Linked DNA regions of Gasterosteus aculeatus: region 1 is linked to region 2. Evidence: chromatin contacts called from public Hi-C data. All regions are on one chromosome and are shown on one strand. The core of a region is the stretch at or near the end of the contact, and the rest is flanking DNA. Distances in the headings are between cores, read along the strand shown. Region 1 holds the start of prpsap2 (phosphoribosyl pyrophosphate synthetase-associated protein 2). Region 2 overlaps caskin1 (CASK interacting protein 1).

The links. Hi-C and Micro-C count contacts between places; a contact is called where the count stands out from the background.
Region 1: a contact with region 2 is called in a Hi-C map of skeletal muscle, with 8 times the contacts expected there. The contact joins the promoter of prpsap2 here to the enhancer-like site in region 2. A contact is called at or near these places in 3 of 6 Hi-C or Micro-C datasets (skeletal muscle and whole body).

Annotation. Positions count from the first base shown.
Region 1 is chr11:4,117,508-4,123,195 of fGasAcu3.hap1.1, reverse strand. prpsap2 (phosphoribosyl pyrophosphate synthetase-associated protein 2) reads right to left here and starts at 3,551. Exons shown (of 12, transcript XM_040190343.2): 1 at 3,400-3,551; 2 at 2,000-2,034; 3 at 1,737-1,897; 4 at 951-1,003; 5 at 569-635; 6 at 305-477; 7 at 1-92. The coding sequence starts at 2,020.
Region 2 is chr11:4,070,643-4,076,351 of fGasAcu3.hap1.1, reverse strand. caskin1 (CASK interacting protein 1) reads left to right here. Exons shown (of 21, transcript XM_078084488.1): 7 at 658-766; 8 at 1,240-1,348; 9 at 1,938-2,032; 10 at 3,336-3,453. Among protein-coding and RNA genes, the nearest start is that of traf7, 33 kb to the right of the region's middle. Within about 2 kb of position 1,766, at least 1 of the 9 cell types and tissues checked has open chromatin away from gene starts, as enhancers often do.

The DNA.
Region 1 (5,688 bases), core at 2,302-4,801, 45 kb before region 2:
GAAGGGGGACGCTCTCAGATTGTCCACTGGGATGTTGAAGAAGCCTTGGATCTCTTTCTGATGGAGGTCCATGGTGATCAGGTGGGTGAGACCTACACAACACAGTCAGCTCCGCGCTGTCAATGCTAAAATTTTAACCACCTACGGTATTCGGAGTTCAAAATAGCGAAGATTGCCACGAAGCGTCATGCTTGCAGGTGTGTTTAACAACCACGTTTAGAAAAGATGGACGCAGGTCAGCAGCCTCGTGAGCAAGTTCTACTTCACCCTGGTTTCTCTTCCCCACCCCCTCACCCCCACCTACCAGCTTTACACATCATGGAGGCGATGAGTTTGGAGACGATGGAGCCCCTCTTCCTCATCTTGCACTGCTTGCTGTAGGGGAAGTAGGGGAGGACGCCTGTGATGCTCCTGGCGCAGGACGTCCTGCAGGCGTACACCAGGATCAGCATCTCCATGATGGTGGTGTTCACATCCCTGAGGGCGGAGGGGAGAGAAGGGGCAGGGGGGGGGGTCAGGGTGGGGGACACGGTAGTGTCAGGGACACGTTTCAGAGGTCCTCCCTTACTTGGACACCGTTTGGATCACGAAGACATCTTTGCCTCGCACCGACTCTTGGACCTGCACCCGCGTTTCTATGGAAACAACAAAAGACAAGGAGCGTGAGAACGGCGGGAGCAGCGAGAGCGAAACCCACCTCACATGAGAGCCCCCCCCCCCCCCCCCCCCCGGTGCCTCCCATGCGCCCCGGGCTGTAAATACAAGCATTCCAGAAATGTGCCTCCCAGGGAACGAGATTAGGAAACAATCCTAATAAAAATAAAAGCTTACGTCCAGTTTGTGAAGAAGAAAAAAGAAGTGAAAGTCTCTTAATGTCTCTTTTGACAGATAACATCTGGCACAATAACAGGCTCTCTTAATAGAATGAGAACAATAGTAATAATAATCACCTCTGTTAGACTCCTGGTACACCTGCACCTTGCCAAGCTCCACCCCCAACCGCCTGGAGTAAAGAGGAGGAGGAGTCAAGAGGACGCTTGTATGTTTACATTGTGCAGAGCGAAGGAATGCTGGGAGAAAGCAGGCGTCGATTATCTACGATGGAAAACACACGTTTGCTGCTACAGCCGGTTAGCTGCTCACACGGAATGTCAGTGTCCCCGTCAGTGCCCCCGACTGTTGGGGAATGTTCCGGTTACACATAAACGCCATGAAACACAGCCGCTGTTGCAACTCGCTACGAGACGCTGGGTGTCGTTTCCCGTTGAACAGAAGGAGAGAAAGCGCTGCTGTACTCGGGGTTTGGGTCATTTTTGGCTCGAGGACTTAATCGCTCTTCGGCATTTACAAATTAAAACCGCTTGGGGTTCTTCTGGAACTGCTCATGTAGAGTTACTTGACCCCTGAACTCCATTAGTAAATTAGCTAGTTTCATGTCTGGTTAGAGTACTATATAGTATTTAATATCTAAGTACTTTCTTATAGCATTGTTATTGTTATTTAAAGCATTTAACGTGTTATTTATTTAACACACACACACACACACACACACACACACGACTTTAACTTCTACTATTGAGTCGATACAATCCCAAATAGAATTTAAATAAAAACTACTAATAGCATGGTGGGAATTTGCTAAATTAAATCAAACTGCTGACAGATGCTGACGGTGGAAATAGCGTCGCTTTGGTAGATTACTTGTAGCAGAAACAATGAAATTCCCTCTGACTCACTCGGAGATCCTCTTGCCCATCTCGCGGCTGGAGGGGTGCGAGTTGGCGGTGAAGATGACCAGGCCGCCCTTGGTGTGGTTCATGTCGACGGGGTCTTGGATGCTGATCTCCCCGCACTCAGGCAGTGGATCCCTGGGCACCCACGCTGCGCTGAGCTCGTCCTGCAGCCGAGGAACGGGACCTTTAGTTAGTCCCCGAAGCACTTTCTTATACATAAAAGCAGGGTTTTTTTCCAGATGAAAGCATAATTACTACTTAAATACCTCCGTATTCTCACACCGCATCTTGGGATCTTTGGCTGTGTTGGAGTTACAAACAAACACAAACTGAGGCACAACGTTCTTGTTCACGTAAAATACATCAGAATGTGATTAATGGGACTTTCTTCATGAACTTCCGGTTCACGGCCAGGCGGCATCCTCCAGCTGGATAGAGTCACAGCATCGTCTCCACAAACATTGCTGCAGCTGTATCTTCTCGTTTTGAATGAAACAGAGCGGGATAACATCCCAATCTTTGAAGAAGCTTTTCAAAATCAAGAGTTATGGAGTTCAACATTTCCCTCCCTAACAGAGCGCGTGCCTTGTCCTAATCCTGTAGAGGACCAGATAAAATACTCTACAGTCACTCAATAGTCTTTCAAAACGCGTTATTAGTTTATTACATTGATTCAATATCAGACAAAAAAAATAATTTATTAAGGATTGTTCTCCCACGACTATTGAGGCAGTCCATCCATCCTATCCACCTTCCTACCTTCCCTCCTACCTGCGCGCACGCTGCCGGTGCGCTCATTGCGCGTCCCCGCGGTCTGCGTGGAGCCGGGAGCGAGCGGTCACTGTGCACGTTGCCGCTACATTTGGCGACTCTCTCCGCTACAGCAGAAGAACTTAACCTTCTGAGGTAGCTTCTCTCGTTGGAATTGCTTCAAGCGGCTCTAACTAGAGTTCTAAATCTAGTCTCTTCATTTTAAAAGCGTTCACAAACTTTTTAGAGCACTCCATTTTAAAAACGTCTTATTCATTACTTAAGATGTTAATATACAGGCTACTTTAGAAGGGCAACAGGTTTTAGTGCTGTACACTTAATAATAAGAGGGTTAGTGGAACAAACAAAAGGCAGATGTCATGCAGCAATGTGCAACCACAATATATAGGCGATAACTGGACGGGTAATCAATAAATTAGCCTTACTATACTGTATTAAACATGTCTCGTAGAAGTGTGAGGTGTCATTCAGGGGTCAATGGCATTTAATGGGCTCACTCGTGATCTGAACAGGAGGAACGCATCGTTCCTTCCTACTATCAACAGTCGCCACATTAGCTTCCTCGTGTTGCTAAGCTAGCTGAATAACCTCGGGTTTGACCCGTTACCGTTGCTAAGGGCCGTTCCGCAACCACCGCGTCAGCGTTGTATCCGAGCAGACTACTTTTGGGGATAAAGTAACGTCAGCTAATGTCCCACGTTGGGTTGTAACACCACGAGATAACGTTAGCTAACGGTAACACGCAAGTACTAACGCGATAGCTCGCGGGGAATAATCTTGCCGTGCAAAGCTCTTGAATGCGCGCATTGATTTGTCATGCATCAGAAAGCAAGGCGGTCATATTACAAAAATCTAATAACGACTATTTACAAAAACAAAACGCGGTAATACTCACCAGTTTGCGTGTTATGTCGGGTTACAATCTGCAACCGATAGTATTTGAATATACGAGGCTCCTGCCCTTTTCAACCCCTCAGTCCGACTGCGTGCGACCCCGTGATGGATGTGCGGCTCGGCCAATCAGAGACGGGGACGCGGAGAAGGGGCGACTCTGTGGTGCATTTACGTGCTCTGTAGAAACCCGTAAATACATGATGGACCGTGGTCCGTGTACGTTTTGATAGTCCCTTTTACCGTAAAAACGAGAAAACGAAAACACTCGTTTTAAATCCAAAACGGTAAAACGGAAGTGGACAGTCGTTTTCTCGTTTTTCGTTCAGAACCAAAAAACGACACAAAGTCACAACTTTTTACTCCGTTAATCCCTTTTGCGGTTTTGCCCATAAAACGAAAATACGAACCGGAGCCACTAAACCGGAAGTACGTCGATTTTCACAGTAAGAGTCAACGCAATGGAACCTGTGTATGCTAGAAATCCGTCTGCGATGCCAGCGGTTAAAAGTTAATCAATGGATATAAATAAATAGTCCTGGACCGACGGGATGTGTTAGCACCAGTAGTTGACAACACGCACACTCGTTGCTCTTGGATCAGATATTTATCTTCCTCGCATTGTGTCAGTGAAGGCAGCGCAGAGACAGTTCAAGGAGACGCACAGTAAACGTGCGAACATGTATTTAAACCATAGATTTACTTATATTTAACTGTGTTTGCGTTATTTATGAAGGTTATTACAGATGTATTTAATGTTGGACTTTTGGTTTCTTTAAATATCATCATTATTTGTCACACTTCAATACTGAATGTAACCCGTAGAGGTCAAAGGATGAGAATATCTAATGTTGGTCTGTGTCACAATTACAATTACTTCAGTTTTATTGCCGTCAGATTTGCCTTAAGTTATCACTGATTGTGTCCATGTTAGTTCCACCTCAAAGCCAGATTTTAGGGCAGCTTCTCGATTGCACAGAGACATTTTATTTCCAAGAGAAAATTATTGTTAAACATTCAATTCTTATTTATGTGGCATCAGTCTGGCCGCCTGATGGGACATTCTTGTGGTTCTCAGCAGCGTCTGAGGTTCCTGGAGACTCGTCATCTGTCCCACTCAGGTCAGACACCAGCCTGTCTCTGAAAGTGGTTCTCTGATGAATTTCCGATTCATCTTTACTGTAAAACTTTTGATCATTTTTGCGGCATGATTAATCATTTGGTTGAGTCTTGTGGGTGGAGCAATGTAAACGAAAAACGAGAAAACGAGTGTTTTCGTTTACTGTTTTTTTACGGTAAAAGGGACTATCAAAACGTACACGGACCGAACAAGCCACTTGGTGGCAGTGTGTAGCTCTGGATGCCTCAAGCTGCATCATCTCAGCTCATCATCAGCTCATCTCAACTCTTGTTAGAAAGAGGGACTCTCAAGTTTGAAATGAACGTGGTTTCAGGTGTATTGTTACTACTATTTCCTTTCACTGCACACACTAATTATTAAAACTCCTTATCAATTACATACCAACATGCAATCAGGACCAATCACTCCAGAAAGAGTTGCTTTTGATGGGAAACGGAAAGAGGTGTTATTGATCAATCTTAATGAAGTATGACAATGTTACATACAATGTGTCTATTAAAGCATTTTCATAGTTGTGCATTTGCACTCGTCATTTAAAGCGTTGCAGGTTGGCTTTATCTCAAAAGATCTCAGCCTTGTTGCCTGTTTGTTTGATCAGGTGGAAATGTTGTATGTGTGCACGTGAACATGGCGTGCACCTTTTTCTCTCGAACCCTCAGAACGTACAATTTTGGTTGAGATTTTTACAGGCGAGTGAGCTTCTTTTGCTTTAACAGAGGGACATATTTATAAATACGCTCTCACTACCATATGAGCTACTCCTCAGTATTCTTACATAAGGCACTGGATATGTGGAGGAGGCAGAGAGCGGCATGCAAGCACTGCTCGCTGCCCACACGTACATGCACAAACACACGCACACAAACATACAAACACAATGGAGAGGAGAGCCGTGGTTTTACAGAGAAAGAAGACCGGCTGGATAAAAGTTGAGGTCAAAAACACTGTTTTGTGCTCTTCCTTCTCTACTTGTCTGGGATATGCAAACTATACACGTTTGTAGAGGGACTCGATTGTAAAAATAAAATAGACATTAAATATGAAATATAATCTGATATGTTATGTAGAAATCTAATCTTAAATTCTTTCATTCGCTCAGGTTGAGCAGATTGGTAGCAGATGTTGAAGTGTCACTTTAAATACAATAATTAC
Region 2 (5,709 bases), core at 517-3,016:
CCACATGTCATTCTGATCTTTTCAGCCTTCCTCACCGTGTCATTGAAAGTATGGTTCTGGTTCTGGATTGATCCACACGTGTGTTTTAAGGCCTGAATGTGCAGGCGATGCACTTCCTGACTTCTTCCTCACACAAACACACACACAGAAAAGTTAGTGTGAGCGAGAGAAAGAAGCCCTGACCTTTTACTGAGGAGAACGCTCATTACCAAGTTAATTAATGACACAAGCCAGTGAAGTTAATTTAATCCATGTTTTGTTTCAATCTGTAACCCAATAATTCCAATTCACTGAAGCTGCGGGACGAGTGTTAATCCGCAGCTTGTCCCTCAACAAACACACTATTTTTACATTGTTTGCTAAAAACTACAATGCCCGGCTGTTTAAACCACCAAGGATATTTTCATTCTTTTTCATTTTAAATGTAAGACTTAACAAATGGGTTTTGAGCAGAGACGTTTTGAGAAATGGTCTACTTTAGTCATTTGCCAGCTGTATCCTTTAGATCAGGCGCAGTGTACCACGACTTCACTTTCCTCCTTCTCCACTCCACCTCATTCAACTCCTCTCCCCTCCACATCCCTGTGTGACCTTTGACCCCCCCCCCCCCCTCCCTCCACCATCCCCTTCGTCCTCTCTTCTGCCCTCTGCTGTCAGACTCTTGATCCAGGCGGGAATCGACATCAACCGACAGACCAAAGCGGGCACTGCCCTGCACGAAGCCGCCCTGTGTGGAAAGACTGAGGCCGTGAGACTCCTGCTGGAGGTGAGCGGAACTTCACTGACCGCCCGGGTTCTGCTTTATGGGCCGTTATGATCTAAGACGGGCCCCATCAAGGCCGAAACCTCCCCCGAATGTAACTGCTGTCTCCACTACGTAAAAAAATATAATAAGTGTAATATTTTATAAATGTGATTTTTGCGTCAGAGAAAGATTTTTACTCTTATTGTGTAAACAGACAAAATATTCCTATACAGGGTTCCTTAGGAAGTATTACATGTGTTGAGTGTCTGATTCCTGTTATTATTTTACTATTAGTGCTACACAACATCCCCTCGGTGTCTAATTAGTATGAAGACACATTTACTGGACACCGTGTGATGTGGAACACAAAGGAAAACGTCCTCTATGTTTTCACTCTCAGATCTTTTACTTGAGGTCCACATGAAACCAACTTACTTTTGAAGTCATTTGAAAGTCGACAAACTGTCCCACATCTATTCTTTTCTCTTCAACAGAGTGGCATCAATGCCACGGTGAGAAACACCTACAGCCAGACTGCACTCGACATCGTATACCAGTTCTCTGCAACACAGGCCAGCAGAGAGATCAAACAACTGCTGAGGGGTACGACGCATGGATGGATGGAATAATGGATTATTAGTCCATAGATGGATGGCTGGATGGAAACACAAACGGATGGATGGATTGAATGGTGGATTTATGGATGGACGCATAGATGGATGGATTGATGCATGCATGGGTGAATGGAAGGGGGAGTGATTCCCCAATCTTTTTTCTTTTTATTACATACACAGATATATACAGAACAAAATATGTACATAATTCCATTTGGTAAGAGACGATGATGAGGTTAGTATGTAATATTGAAAGGTATTGCTTTGAAGTCATAGTTTTGATGTAAAGAGGAAGTTGTTTCCTTTCATAACAACAAAATCAGAGCCTGACGCAGCTGTCAATCACCGCTCATTGATCGTGCTGCTTCTGTTCTGCAGTGTTTGGTTATCTTATCATCGCCCTGACAACCAAATTGCAGGTAGTTTGAAAACTCTGTTACAGTGTTTAATGTGATTAGACCATCATACTCCTGTGCGGGGATTCAGGGACGCCGTTACCAACTATGAGAGACACTTATTTTTACCCGTAGTGATTGATTTAATGTGGTGGGTATTTGCTGTCTCCCGCTGCGCTGCAGATGCATCAGCGGCCCTCCAGGTTCGGGCTCTGAAGGATTACTGCAACAACTACGACCTGACCAGCCTCAACATCAAAGCAGGAGACGTCATTACGGTAACACACACGCACAAACACACACAATGGCCAGTTTCAGTGTTTTTCAGTGTGATTTTTTTGTATTTTTCTTCTCAGTTTTATTTTTTTAATGAAGACCTCCCTAATGACTGCTCAGAAGGCATAGATGTGCAACCAGAGCTGATTATTCAGTTCATGTTATACCTGAACCTACACGCGTAGAAACTCCCAAAAAGCGATTCAATCTAGTTTCACGAATGTAACTATTGGTTACATTTTTTTCCCTCTGTAGGTCTGATGTAAAGCTGTGATGGACATTTCATCCGCTGTGACATTTTACACACCATTTGATTTTCTCATGGAATAATGTGCTGCTAATTAATGGCCGATTCTCCTTCCGGTCCCCGGACCCCGCATGGTGTCATGTGTCAGCTACAGATTGTGCTCAACTGTGGCAAATTAACCTGAAGAGATGAGACAGTATGTGGACCTGGTGACAATATTCCTGCAGGCAGCATTCTGCATATGGAAGCCCTGAGGGAAAAGTGATCCACTTTCAGAGTTGGTGTATAAAATAAGAGTTTTCTCCAATGTAATGGAAACATTTTGGCAGGATAAGCATCCGTGAGTTTGAATCGCCTACACACGGAATATGTAGCTTGTGTTTTTAGTCCATAAAGAATTTTGAACTAGCCTGCTTTAAGTCCTATTTAACACATCGGGTTGACACTGATAATAAAACATATAAATCTGCACTGTTAGAAATAGAGATTGTAGAATATAGCACGTTTTCTCCCTTGTATTGTAGGGCTTCTGTTCTACAGTTTTTGAGTGTTTGGATAAAGGAATCACAAAAAAGTGTGGTGGTTGTTTTATCATCGCCCTGACAACCAAATTGCAGGTATTTTTAATGTGCTGTCACTGTGTTCGATGCGATTACTAATGAATACGCAAGATTGAGGGGTTTCAGCTTCCCTCATTTACCATGCATATATTTTACAAAGACATTTTTATAAATTAGGGTGTTGAATTCCTTTGCACCCACCGCTTGTGAATATTTATGAGCGTCCATACAGTCTTTAGGTACTTCTTACTGTAATTAGGAAGCCAAGCGGTGCCTGTGCTTTCTCCCGTGAGGTCTGAGTGAATAATTTGGCTTCGCTGCGGTCTGACAGAACATTTTAGACAGCTCCAAAAAACAGTTTTGTCTTTGTGTCTGACAAGTTAAATCATTTCAAACTCTGGAAAAAATGGTTCAATTATAGTTGTCTTTCAGTAACTTTTGCAATGCTAAGAATAGATGAAACTTAATATTATAGTGGTGAACCTGCCTACCTGACAGGTTCTGGAGCAGCACCCCGACGGTCGCTGGAAAGGCTGTATCCATGACAACCGAACAGGAAATGACCGCGTGGGCTACTTCCCTTCCACCATGGTGGAGGTCATCAGCAAGCGCACAGGTGTGTGTACTCTTATGTGTGTGTGTGTGTGTCAGAGTGAGTGCGTTGGAGTAAATTAAAACCGGACCAAACTGACTGTCCCGATAAAGTATCAAGCAAAGCACCAAATAACACATATTTGGACGACACCCAGATGAAGAAATGTGACGCTAAGTGAATTCATGTTTGAGCCTCTCCCATAGACCCGTGAGGATTAACCTTACATCTCATTCATCTCTGCTCAGCGGGGCCAAACACTCAGCATCATCTTTTCACTGCGGAAGATGTAATCCCACATGAATGTGTGCAAGCCAGTTGGCCTCATTGGGATCTAGAACTGTAACACAAATACAGCTGATTGATTCACCTGGAAAGTACCTGTTCAGCAGTGAGAATGCAGACACCAACATCCTCCGCTTGTCCCTGGCGGATGACGTACACTTTTCCTGCCGAATGATAGACATTTGTTAAGGGAGAAATGCGCTCGTTAGTTTTCTTGCACAGAAATTGTGGAGAGTTTATGACACACATTTCTATGAAACTACACCGTCAGCAGCCTGTTGGCTTTGCTTAGCTACGCATGAAGACCAGAAACAGCTGACTAGTTCAAAACCTGTTATCTTAAGATGAATATCAAACCACGAATCCAATTAAAACGTACTTAAAATTGGGGTAAAACATTTTTCTACACTTATCATTCATAGCGTTAGCCTATAGTATATACTCTAAATACTATATACTGTGCTTTGTATTGCTAAAGGCCTCAATAAAGCCATGTAACATTCATGCTATTCACACGCAGATGTAGTTATATGTAGAGCATTGGTTGTTTCACCTTTCTGTAGCCCACTGTGGCATTCTCTAGTTCTCCACGCAGAGCTAAACAGTTAGCTCAGTCAGCGCCGTTAGCGTCGTTAGCTGCTGGCTAGCTCACGTTGAAAGCCTTGCGAAGGTCTGCCAGGGCCACGCCTGGGATTTTGCTGTCATCTGTGTTTTTGTTACTTAACAGGTGTCCAATCTCCCCCAAAAGATATTTTAACCCCATTTCTCCATTTTATATCACCGTGTTGAGCTTCTTTAGCCTCTTTGGTGGGATCCACAGTGCACATTCACACCCATCACATCACACCAAAGTGTCACTGCGCAGCCACACAGAGGCTCACATGTTTTTAACTGTGTATATTGGTGTCTGTCTGGAGGTCTGGTATCTCTGTTTGTCCATCCGTCCGTCTGTCGCTCTGAAATTATCCTATTGAGTCCTAGTTCTCTGTATGTCCGTCTCCCTATTGCTGTCGGCCTCATCCCCCGACATCACAAAGGTCTCACTTTCACACCATCTCTCCTCCCTCATGTAAGTCGATCTTGGATCACTCAGTATTTACTGCATAGTCCTTTTTTACCGCGACAGAAACCCGTCGAAGTAACTGCTGCATTCAGCGCATAGGACAGCTGTGGTAACGGTACAGCTGGAGCCTCCAACTGAGATTGTACAGCCATACTGACAAATCGCTGTCAGGGCACACACACACACACACACACACACACACACACACACACACACACACACACTGGGATAAAGTAGCTTTTTTCATTTACTCAGCGGTTTTTCATACATTTTTTATTATTCCTGTTTTAAGCATCTTCACCTCTTATTCACTTTTTTTTCAACAAACATAAACTAGCTTTGCGGCGATTATCACGACCACTTTAACTTAACTTAAGCACATAAGTCACAACATTTGCTTTTTGTTGTCAGGGACCAGTCAAGACTGATGATGGCTGGAATACAGGAAGCTATCAAGATTATGTCCTCTGATCGCAAAAAAATATTTAGTTTTTAAATATTTATAGCTAATGACTTAATGACTGAACGACAATGTTCGGCGGGACCCTCCATGGTTTTCTCTTTCACCTCTCCATTCATTTCATCCCAACATCTGTTTGTCATCCTTCTCTTCGTCCGCCTTTAACATCAGCCGTTTGATTGATTTTGTAACTTCGGCATTTCTTTTTAATTTTTCTTTTCTCCCACTTCCTTCTTTCTTACATGTAATTCTCTGTTCTCTGTCGTTTGTGTGTCACGTGGCGGTGGATCACTGTTGGCTGGTTGTGTGTGTGTGTGTGTGTGTGTGTGTGTGTGTGTGTGTGCGTGTGTGTGTGTCCGTGTGACGTCACGGTGGCTGTTATCTAGGTTTGGCCAGCACAGTCATTTGCACCCAACAGTTTCAAAAGATACCGCTGGTTCCTCCGACAACGATTGCCCCTGCCAACGCGGTA